Regions from separate parts of the Mus musculus genome. Here region 1 is linked to region 2. Evidence: chromatin contacts called from public ChIA-PET data. All regions are on one chromosome and are shown on one strand. Each heading gives the region's core, a stretch centred on a gene start, on an enhancer-like site or on the middle of the called end of the contact. The rest is flanking DNA. Distances are from core to core; before and after follow the strand shown.

Region 1 (5,598 bases), core at 2,213-4,712, 100 kb after region 2:
TTGCCTGCGGGAGGAAACCTACCAACGAGAGAGCGCTGAAAAGACTGAATCAATACGTGACAACTGTAATTCTCAGTGCTATAATTACACAGCATTTCTCGGGCTCCTCAGAGTCACTCCATTGATTTCAGCAAAGTGTATTTGCTGCATCCCAAACACAGCTGCAAGCCCAGCTCTGCACTCCCATCTCCCCTTCATTGATCTTAAAAATAATACCCAGGTACAAGGGGCTTCAGAAAGCAATCTTGCAGCTTTGGCCTCTGTGGTTTTGCTAGGCGATTCATTATCCACTTTGTTCTACCTTACCCAGAACCATTCTGACTCTCAGACAAAAGGTAAAGGTGAACCCCATGTCTCTGTCCTCAGCTCCTCCCTCAATTCCTCCCTCAGCTCCTCAGCTCCTACTTCGTGCCAGGAACTCACCTGAATACTAGCTACTGAGGCAAAGATGCAATTAGTCTCTGGTGGAGTTTCTGAGGCACAAGCCAATCTTGGTGGTCTGCAGAAGCTATGATTGGTGTGGTGAACAATGAAAGTTCAAAATGTAGAATGAAGGCAAAGCCCAGGATGAGGGGAGATGTTTAGGAACTTGGTTGTTAGACAATATTAACAAGTCAATAAAAAGAATTACTTATATTTGTCAATGGCATAAAGGCAGGAAGGGGGCCTCGGTGAGTAAAGTCTTTGCTTTGCAAACATGGGGATCCCCAGCTACCACCAAGAATCCATGGAAGAGAAGCAGGCCACAGTGGCACAAACTTTTAATTTCAGCACCAGTGAGGCACTTCCCTAGGACTTTCTGGGCACACTTGGCAAGGTACAGGCTAGAGAGAAATCCTGCCTTCTGAGAAATGACAGTCAAGGTTGTCTTTCCAGACATACATGATCCTGTCCATGCCAGCCTGAACACACATGAACACACACATATGTACAAAATAAATAAAGGATTTGGATGGACAGTTTTTTCCAGGAAAATATAGATATGTCAAATAATCTCATAAAGTGATGTTCAATATCATGAAGGTTATGCAAATGCAAACCACTTCACACAGCAACAGCAGAAACACACGGGATGACAACAGTGACACTCCAGATGACAGGAATCAGGGATTCCAAGGCTGAGAAGGAATTAGAAGCTTGCCACAGGACAACTGGAAATGTAAAATGGTGTGGTTACTGTGGATGACAGGCAGCCACTCAGAAGACAGAATTACACCACTGGACAGTTTCATCAGTCCTGTGTGTCTACACAGGACTGCACAAAAGGGGTCAGGGTTGTATTCATTTGAAAAGATTTTATTTTATAAGTGTGTGTGTGTGTGTGTGTGTGTGTGTGTGTGTGTGTGTGTGTGTGTGTAGTTATCAATGGAGTCCAGAAAAAGATGTAGATCATGACTTATATCACATTAAAAGTATGTATATGTAAGAATCCACCCTCATCTTGAAAGCCATCTCACCCCCAGGCAACCATGGGAACTGAATGACATGAGAACACATATAAGAGCGTAAGCTTCTCTGTCAGGTGAAGACAAATGAAGAGGAACAGTTCTACAGGCTGGAGATTAGCTGCCTGTCACTGGAGACTCACAGGGTAGCTTCGTGGCTGGTAGCCCCCAAGATGTGTGGCATCAGATCACTAAAGCAGAATTAGCATCTGGCTCACCATGAACTTCAACAGTGTCAAAGACAGTCAGGTAACGACACATTCACCAATGCTCACGCCAAAGGCAGGAGACAGGAACCAGAGCTGTCAGAAACGTTGTGAAGTAACAGACACAAACGAAGTCAGACAAAATTAGTATCTGTCTCCTGTCGAGGAAGAAATACCAGGAGGTGTGTGGAACACGGGAATTCAAATGCATTAGTTACAAACTAGGAACCTTGGAAAGCTACAAAGAATGACCTAGGTCATAGACTTGATGTCAGAACCCCACAGGATTCATATGTGTGTGTGGGGTACACCCTACCTCTCTTCACAGCACCCTCTACAGTAGTCCCTGTACTTCTCTGTGGCTGCCACATGGATTAGGGGCCCCACTGTTCAAAATTTAAAATGGAGGACCAGCATCAGGTTGGCTGCCTTGATTTACATAGATTAGGGACCCCACTTGTTCAAGGTTCAAAATGGAGGGCAAGCAGCAGGTTGGTCAGTTCCCCCAAATGACTTGAAAACCTATGATCTTAGTAATTGTCTCCTTTTCTCAGTATCAATAACCTGAGTCACAATAACACATATTTTTCTGTCAAGACTTATTTATGCCTCTCCTGTGAGTATTTACTTGGGAAAACACAGGAGTGGGACCTGAAACCTCCCCCCACCCCAACCCCACCCCCATATTCCTAACTAATGATGCCTGCCATCCTTCTTGATGGTGCCACACGACAGTACGCCTTCAGGACTTGGAGGTTATAAGAAGGAAAGGGGTACTTGCAGCATATCATATCTGTTTTTGGGCTTTATCTTTAACTCTCAAAAGCCTTGCATCTCCTAGAGGCCAACCACCAAGAGAACGCAGTGGTGAGAAAGATGGCCCAGAATAAAGGCTACCATTGTCAAGAGCCAGGGCCTTCTACTAACTTGCTGGCTCATTTATTAAATGTGTAGATAGTTTGCAAAGGAAGGAAAAAACCCTTCCCTTCTTATCTCCGTTTGGCGATATATCTGCCAGTGAGGTCTTCACAGCCAAACAAGAGCTCTCCCTTGGAACTGGAATGGATGTCGTCAACTAGACAGCTGCCACTTTCTAGAGTTTGGTGGGCACAGGGGACTTGCCAACAGCTCTGTCGGGTACAAATCCAGGAGAGCATTCCACATTGTAAAGACTAAGCAGGGATCGCCAAGTCACCTGCAAGCATGGGGCACAAGCATGAAGGCCATGGGGGTAGATGTGGGGTAAAAAGAGAAAGCCTGCCTCAGATGGGACATAGCCACTCCCTGTCTTCAGCATGCCGTTCCAGAGAAGCCAAGATCAGAGGGAGTCTAGAAGCAGATTCTGAGATGCACTAAAAGAAAGACAAAATGGCCAGGTCTGCTGTGTCTGCCTTGGGGAGAGCAGCACTCTGTGCAGGGCCCTTTTACTGTCCAGGGCAATCAGCTCCTAATGATCTTCTCTGTCCAGTTGAGAGAGCCATCCATGCCAAAATAAATAAATAAATAGATAAATAAATAAATAAATAAATAAATAAATAAATAAATAACTTACCATAGAACCCTCAGAACAGAGAAGATGCAAGAGGAGGTGTGTGGGATCCCACAATAACCATGCACGGGGCATAAATCCAAACTAAGAACATAGGACTCTTTTCCAGAAAGGTCCAGAGAGCTCAACACTACCCAGGGTACCACATGCTCAAGCTAGATTCCCAGGTCAAAGGTCAGCCACTCTTCCTGTGTGTTTCTCATTCTGGGCCACACATCCTGAAAGGTATGCAAGGGGGTTATCACAGAAACCCCACAAAGAAAAGTGGCTCCCCAAAGGGTAAGTGTGACTGTTTCAAAAAGCTGGGCTTCCTGTGGCAGGCCATTCTAAGCCTGGCAAAACAGAAAAAGGAAATGCAAGGGGGCAGAGAAAAGCCAGATCACAGGGACTTGCATCCTCATCTTTCCCTGTGGTCACCTGGGCCCCATGTAGAGAACTTCCTCTGAGGATTCTGGGGTGTTGCTGAAGATGGAGCAGCAGACCAGGAGAACCTTTGCACTGATGTTGCTCACCTGAATACACACATTCGATTTTAAACTTTCCCCCGGAGCACACACTGTAGCCAGCACAAGCTTCCTTCAGGGGAAGGAACCTTGAAAGATGCACCTCCACCCTTTCTCTGAGGAGAAACTTGGTAGCATGAAAGGGAATTTTGTTAACTGAGCTCAATAAAGCTTGCTTTGTAGCCTTTAAGTATCATGGAAAGCAAGCCACGAGAAAACAGATTCTACTGGCCCTTTTATTTTGAATGTAATAACACCACGACAGAGACAAGACTAGGAAAAGCTAGTCTAGTTCTTCCATGTCTTTTGGAAGTTTCATAATCCGCTTTTTGTTTCCTTGTTTATTTAACTTTGTTCCTGTCTTAGTTGGGGTACCCATTGCTGTAATAAAACACCATGACCAAAATCAGCTTAGGGTAGAGAGGGTTTATTTCATATTTAAACTTGTAGTCCAAAATCTAGAGGAGTCGGGGCAGGAATATGGAGGTAGAGTCCATAGAAGAATGCTGCTTACTGGCTTGCCTTCCATATATTGCTTAATCATGCTTTCTTATAGCATCCAGGACCACCACCCCAGGAACAGCATCACCCACAGTGATCTGGGCCTTCCAATATCAAGCATCATTCAGGAATCTGCACACTGTCCAGTCTGGTTGAGTTATTTTCTCAGTTGAGATGCCCTCTTCCAAAATGACTCTAGCTTGTGTCAAGTTGACGTAAAACTAGCCAGCACCATTCTATTCTATAATACACATTTCAAAGTTAGGGTCTTCTGATGACAAATCAGTTCATAGTGTGTAGTGACCTCAGGCTGGTTTTATGAGAACAGGTACACTGGATACGTACTATGTGAAAGTGAGTTGGGTTTCTGATAATGTGTTGCTTTCCTTTGTCCCTGTACATGCAAGCTATTGTCCCTGTCCCTGTACATGAAGGCTACTGCCCCTGTACATGCAAGCTATTAGCCACAAACCTGCAAGCTACTTGGTGGCTTTCTTGTTCTTCGTGTATTGGGAGGCAGTGGTCAACATCAGGTTTCTTTTCCAGTCTCTACCTTGCTTTAGAGAAGGCCTCTCACTGAACCAGGAGCTCACCAGAATCAGCTAAACTAACTGGCCAGCAAGAATACAAACAGCATCCTCCTGTTTCTGCCTCCCCAGTGGTAGGATCATGGGTATGTGCCACTGTACCAGGCTTTTCTATGTGAGTGCCCAGGAAAGAAGTCAGGTCCTTATGCTTGCAGAGCAAGCAAACACTGCTCAGTGAGCTATCTTCTTGGCCTCTCCATCCTTTTATTTTTTTTTATTATCATTTTTTTCCATTTTTTATTAGGTATTTAGCTCATTTACATTTCCAATGCTATACCAAAAGTCCCCCATACCCACCCACCCCCACCCCCCTACCCACCCACTCCCCCTTTTTGGCCCTGGCGTTCCCCTGTACTGGGGCATATAAAGTTTGCGTGTCCAATGGGCCTCTCTTTCCAGTGATGGCCGACTAGGCCATCTTTTGATACATATGCAGCTAGAGTCAAGAGCTCCGGGGTACTGGTTAGTTCATAATGTTGTTCCACCTATAGGGTTGCAGATCCCTTTAGCTCCTTGGGTACTTTCTCTAGCTCCTCCATTGGGAGCCCTGTGATCCAACCATTAGCTGACTGTGAGCATCCACTTCTGTGTTTGCTAGGCCCCGGCATAGTCTCACAAGAGACAGCTACATCTGGGTCCTTTCGATAAAATCTTGCTAGTATATGCAATGGTGTCAGCGTTTGGATGCTGATTATGGGGTGGATCCCTGGATATGGCAGTCTCTACATGGTCCATCCTTTCATCTCAGCTCCAAACTTTGTCTTTGTAACTCCTTCCATGGGTGTTTTGTTCCCAATTCTAAGGAGG
Region 2 (5,291 bases), core at 446-2,945:
CACAGTACTGTGGTGGAGTCCACCAAGCTTCATATTGCTGCAAGGGCCAGCTCAGGTCCTTGGAAGTCCGCAGAACTCAGTGTCAGAGATCAGGTTCCACCCTAGTGGGAAGGACTCCTACAGGTAAAACTGAAGACCGGATAAGTACTCCTTATTCAGTCACTCTCATGCTTACATGTTCACACAGTTGGGACAGGGTGACCCGAGGCTGTCTTCACCGTAGGGAGCAGAAGCCCACGGCTACCTCAGTTTAACCCTCAGCAGGCAGCAGTAATTCAGCATCCAAACTGATCCTCAGTAAATGCTTTCTGGGTGTCAGGGCTTTGAATACTGTTTAATCCCCACAATAGCACCGAGACATACATGAAGACTGTGACACAGGAACATTTGGGGACCAGCCTGCAGGCAAGGGGAAAGGGTGGCAGAATGGCTTGACCCACAGACATTCTTCTAGTAAGTTCTTAAGGGAACAGTCTCTCTGTAGGGCTCTGAAAATGAGGCTTTGACCACAGCCCAACTGTTGTTGAGACCCCATGTCACGAGGGAGACTGAACAGGGGTTCCACTTGGGACAGGCTTGCCCATCTAATCCACCTCAGCATCTCCTTGGGAATAGTGGCAAAGAGCAGGTATCTGAAGTCGTCACTAGAGGGAACCAGAAGCCTTCATATGACAGAGACTGTCCCCTCTCTGATGTGGAGCATGCTCTCCATGGCAAGGCTGGAGGGTTACCAGCTCCTAGGAAGGTGGCCTGCAGCCTAGAGGTCACCAAGGCTTGGGTGATTATTATTATAATAACTGCTTGGATATCTGCAGTTATTAGTGAATGTCTTCATCAAATGCCTAAGGCAGGAAGAGAGGTCCTTACCCCAACCGGCTCTAACCTTGCAGTCAGCACTTATCTAGATCAGCCTTTGGAAAAGTTAGCAACTCAAACCCTCCTCTTTAAAAACCCTCAGGGTGTTGATAATTCATAATCAACGCTCAGAATGACCTAGTGTATCTATAAATTCTGGGTATATTCTCTAAAAGTAGGCTGGAGATGCCAGGCCAGGCAGGAACAGGAGCAGGAGCTGGGGCAGAGGTCAACATTCTGCTGAGTGCACACTGCAGGGTGAGACTGCTCCAGCTCCGTGCTGAGGCAGGAATCCCACCATCAGAACAACTCTGCACCCAGAAGCATTAATAAGCAACAGGGGCTAAGCTGCAGCTGCAGAAATTCCTCCTGGCTAGGAAGCAGGGCTGATGTCTCCAGGCCCCAATGGAAAGAAGCAGACTGGAGAGGTGACAGCCAGGTGAGCCAACTGTAGGGAGCAGCTGTGATCTCGAACCTTCCCAACCCCACCTACAGCAGTGCCGAGATGCCAGGCGTTTTGTTTGAAAAACTGTGGCAGAGAGTCATGGCGTGTGTGAAATGCTAATTTCACCCTGATTTATCACCAAGAAGGACAAGGCTGTTTGCTGACATGACAGACTGGGTGATTTTTGAAGCCTGGCGAAATCCTAGGATGGGTTATTAAACCCTGGATTTATGTGTTCTGTGAGCAGGGAGCTGTTGCTGTCAGGTGTAGACAGAGTTCAGCAAGAGAAAGTCAAGCCAGACCGACTTCATTTCCTCTGTGGTTTTCTGATAGGGTCAGAGGCTGATTAGAGCGGCAGAAAGCCATAAACACATTGAGTGGGGAGGCAAGTACAGACTGGACAAACCGCTTGCTCAGCGCTTAGGAGAGGAAAGATGCATAGGGTCAAAGAAGAGCTAGCTGAAGCATGTTGAACAGGCAAAGCAGGTGTGTGTGTGTGTGGGGGTGGTGGTGGTGGCCAAGCAGAATGGGGTTCTGTGACATGCCTGGTAGCTCTCTCCTATCCTGCTTTCTCTATGTATGCCATGAGACACATCTATCCAACATGATCACTTGAAGACAGAGCACAGATCTAGGATGAATAATCGGCTAAATCCATGGACAGGAGAGTTGTGGTGTACCCACCGTGTACATGCAGGCCTTTTGCGGACAGGCTGGTGAAAGTATGGGGCACTAGAGCTTCCAGGTAGGGAGGGTTTCATTAGACAACAGTCTTGGAATACAACCCAGTCAGAGAAGCAGTTATCCCGAACTCCAATGCAATTTTGATGCATTGACAGAGTTGGGGCAAGGAGTGGGCCCCTTGATCTCACATGAAAAGCCATATGTCACTGAGATAGGGCCATTGCCACAATGGCTTATCCTCTGGACAAGGACTTAGGAGAGAGAGGGCTATAGAAGACATGCATGCACCAAGTGAAGGGACAGAAGGTTCAGCCTTCAAAAGAATGGGCAGGAGACATGGCCAAAATGCCATCACGGGGAACAAGAACTCTGGGTTTCTCTGCACAACCCAAAATTAGATGCTTGATCTAGTTACGACAAGGCAGATGACCAGACACTTTGGATACACGTGAATAGAGTGTCCAAAGGCTACTGAATGCCTCACTACCAGGCATGTTCTAGGGGAGGCCATGGGTCAGGAAGTTGGCTGCACAGGACACCTGGCAGACCTTTGGACCACACAATGTTCCCTTGACAGTGGGCAGGTGTCTCCAGGGCCCACCTGGGAACATAACAGGAGTGGGAATTCCCATACAAGCCTCCTTACGTTAAAAAACCACGTCAGACTCTGCTTGGAGACAGGAAGCGGGGAGCTGGTTGTACAAAACTGTCTGGCTCTCATACAGGACTCTGTGGGTTTGTGGGTGCCTCCCATCTCAAAGTCCAGGCAGGCAGCAATCACAGCCTCTTGTTATTTTTGATTTTAAGAAGAAGAATGGCTAGAAAGCTTTGGTGTTCAACAGGTTGCCTACAATGAAATTCTTAAAGTCTAGAGCAATGGCTCTCAGCCAGGGGTGACTTGGTTCCCAGACATTCAGTTAAACCTGGAACAAAGAGCCTTGATTATGTTCTAGGTTTGTTGATCTTATTTCAACCTCTCTCACACACATAGAGTGGCACAGACAACATTTTATTTTTCTTAGACATAAATGCCATACTGTCGTACCCAAGCTCACCACTCTCACTTGCCCTGGCCCATTTCCTAGCCTAGGACTTCAATTCGAAGCCTCCCAAACCTCCCCTTCAAAGCTTGAGTTTCATACAGGAATCCTTGAAGCTGAGGCTCCCAAGCAGGGGGTGGGGAGAAGGAGTTGAATGAATGGATACAGCTGAAGGAGCTGATATCTTTTCATGTATAATCATGTTAGGAATCTGAAGGTCAGATTATCATGGGTTAACCCATTCAGCCCTAGGATCCAAGAATCCTTCATATAGAATCAAAGAAGAGACAGAAGGAGAAAAAGAGACATTCTGGAAGCATCCACAAATCAAGAATGCCTGAACTTATCTAAATCCAATGTGTATAGAAAGTTCTCCCTTGGAGGGAATGGGTCCTGTTGCCATGACTTTAGGTTTCTTCTGGTCTTTAGACACATGAGATAATGAATTTCTATTGCTCCAAGTTACTATGGTAACTTGTGACACGCTCAATCTATACTGCATCATCTATATCTGTATCTATCTATATTTCTATATCCACATATCTTTTTACGTATCAATATTTATCATCTATCTATCTATCTATCTATCTATCTATCTATCTATCTATCTATTGTCTGTCTGTCCGTCTGTCTATCCACCCTTTTGTAGTCCATCCACCCATCTCATCCACCCATCCAATGCTGAAATTTGGAGGCCATCATCCTCACTGGTTTCACTCTCAGGTCTTCCATTTACTTATATCCAGTACAGAGGCACAAAAAAGTTATTGTTAACCAAGCTGGAGTAAACAATGATAAATCACCTTCTAAGAATATAATTGAAAATCTAGTGAAGGAACAACAAAGACCAAGACAAAACAAACCATCCTTGTGTTGGATAACATCTACTATCAACCTGATAGAACCTAGAATCACCGTGGGCTCCTGCCTCTGGGCAAGTCTGTCTGTGGAGAAGTTTCCAGATTGAGTTAATTGAATTGACAAGATCCACCCTATGAGCAGCACTATCTCATTGGCTGGAGTCCTGGACCAGCTAAAAAGGAGGAAATGAGCTGAGGACCAGCGGCCATGGTGTTCTGCTTCTGGTCTGTGAGCACTGTGTAGCAAGTTGCCCCATGTTCCCACTATCATGCCTTCCCTGCAGTGATGAACTGGACCTTCTAACTACGAGCAGCAGGAACCCCTTCTTCCTTAAGCTGCTTTGGTTAGGGCATTTTGTCATAGCATCAAGACAAGCTACTGACTAACACCTAATAGAGGTGGCTATACTATTTAGGATTGGTGTTCCTCGTTTCTCTCAAAACACTTTTATTTTGCACTATTCTAAAACCTTTTGAAGCTTACCAGTGAACTGAAAAGCTATCAGAATTCAGGAAGAAAACTGAGGAGTACTTGCCCTGCCCTCTGGCTCAGCCAATTTGTACAGGGGCGGGGGGGGGGTGCGGGGGGGGGGGGAAGAGCGGCTGTCGTAAGTAAGAGCTGGCTTGTGTCCCTAACTTACCCTGGCAGTTGAAAAAAAAAGAAAGAGCCTCCTGGTTCCCAAGCATGTTACTCAGTAGGAGGGGTCAAAGTGCATCACACTCAGTCCCCAAATCACACCCGAGATACATTCATATGCCAGGAAAGAGGCACCGGTACAGGCTCGGCTTCTGAAGCCAGATGGGAAAAGTGACAGATTCTCAGAACTCACAACTGAAACATTAGGGCCAAAACAGAACCCATAGGCAGCCAAGGAATAGTCACAGCGACCCTCAACGCCACCCTAGACACTTCCATCAGGATGGCTACTTGGAGCCGCCATTTAGCCTGTGTAACCTCACACCACGGGGCATTTTTCTGAGCTACAGAGATGTACAGCACTTTACTGCCACACTCTGCCTCTGACTTGTGTTTTGTTAAAGGCTAAAGGGGGTGTGTAAGTGCCTTTACTTCGCCAGTTCCAAAGTCCTCCGCCCTGTCCTCTGAATCCCTTCCAACTGAGAGGACTCTGTGTTCCCTCTTCTGTAGCCCAGAAGACTGGGAGATGCCCCAAGATCAGAGCTACTCCACCTATGTCTCACACCCCAGGGATGGGGCAAAGGGCCTGGGACAGACAAGAGCATTAGGGTTGGGCTGTTTTTCTCTCTTCCATCTCTATGAATACCAGGTCCTCCAGGTCCCGCTCAGTCTAACACACTGATTGCAATGGCCCCCTGCCTTAAGCTCATCTTTCACCTCAGTAGTCCCCCAGCTTGCTTGTTCCTTTCCACAGTTCTTAGCCAGTTCCC

What was found. ChIA-PET counts read pairs in DNA pulled down with a chosen protein or histone mark.
Region 1: an RNA polymerase II ChIA-PET map of memory CD8 T cells shows a contact between it and region 2, with 35 read pairs. The contact joins two enhancer-like sites. A contact is called at or near these places in 1 of 15 datasets of contacts at CTCF or cohesin (the NIH/3T3 cell line), 18 of 484 Hi-C or Micro-C datasets (the 3T3-L1 cell line, the AML12 cell line, the C2C12 cell line and 11 more) and 2 of 115 datasets of contacts at active chromatin or transcription factors (heart atrium and memory CD8 T cells).

Annotation. Positions count from the first base shown.
Region 1 is chr7:74,471,874-74,477,471 of GRCm38.p6, forward strand. All of the region lies in intron 2 of Slco3a1 (solute carrier organic anion transporter family, member 3a1), which reads right to left. Among named protein-coding and RNA genes, the nearest start is that of Slco3a1, 80 kb to the right of the region's middle. Within about 2 kb of position 3,463, at least 3 of the 459 cell types and tissues checked have an H3K27ac peak or open chromatin away from gene starts, as enhancers often do. A contact at or near this core is called in memory CD8 T cells, where this site is marked.
Region 2 is chr7:74,370,741-74,376,031 of GRCm38.p6, forward strand. All of the region lies in intron 2 of Slco3a1 (solute carrier organic anion transporter family, member 3a1), which reads right to left. Among named protein-coding and RNA genes, the nearest start is that of Slco3a1, 180 kb to the right of the region's middle. Within about 2 kb of position 1,696, at least 19 of the 459 cell types and tissues checked have an H3K27ac peak or open chromatin away from gene starts, as enhancers often do. A contact at or near this core is called in memory CD8 T cells, where this site is marked.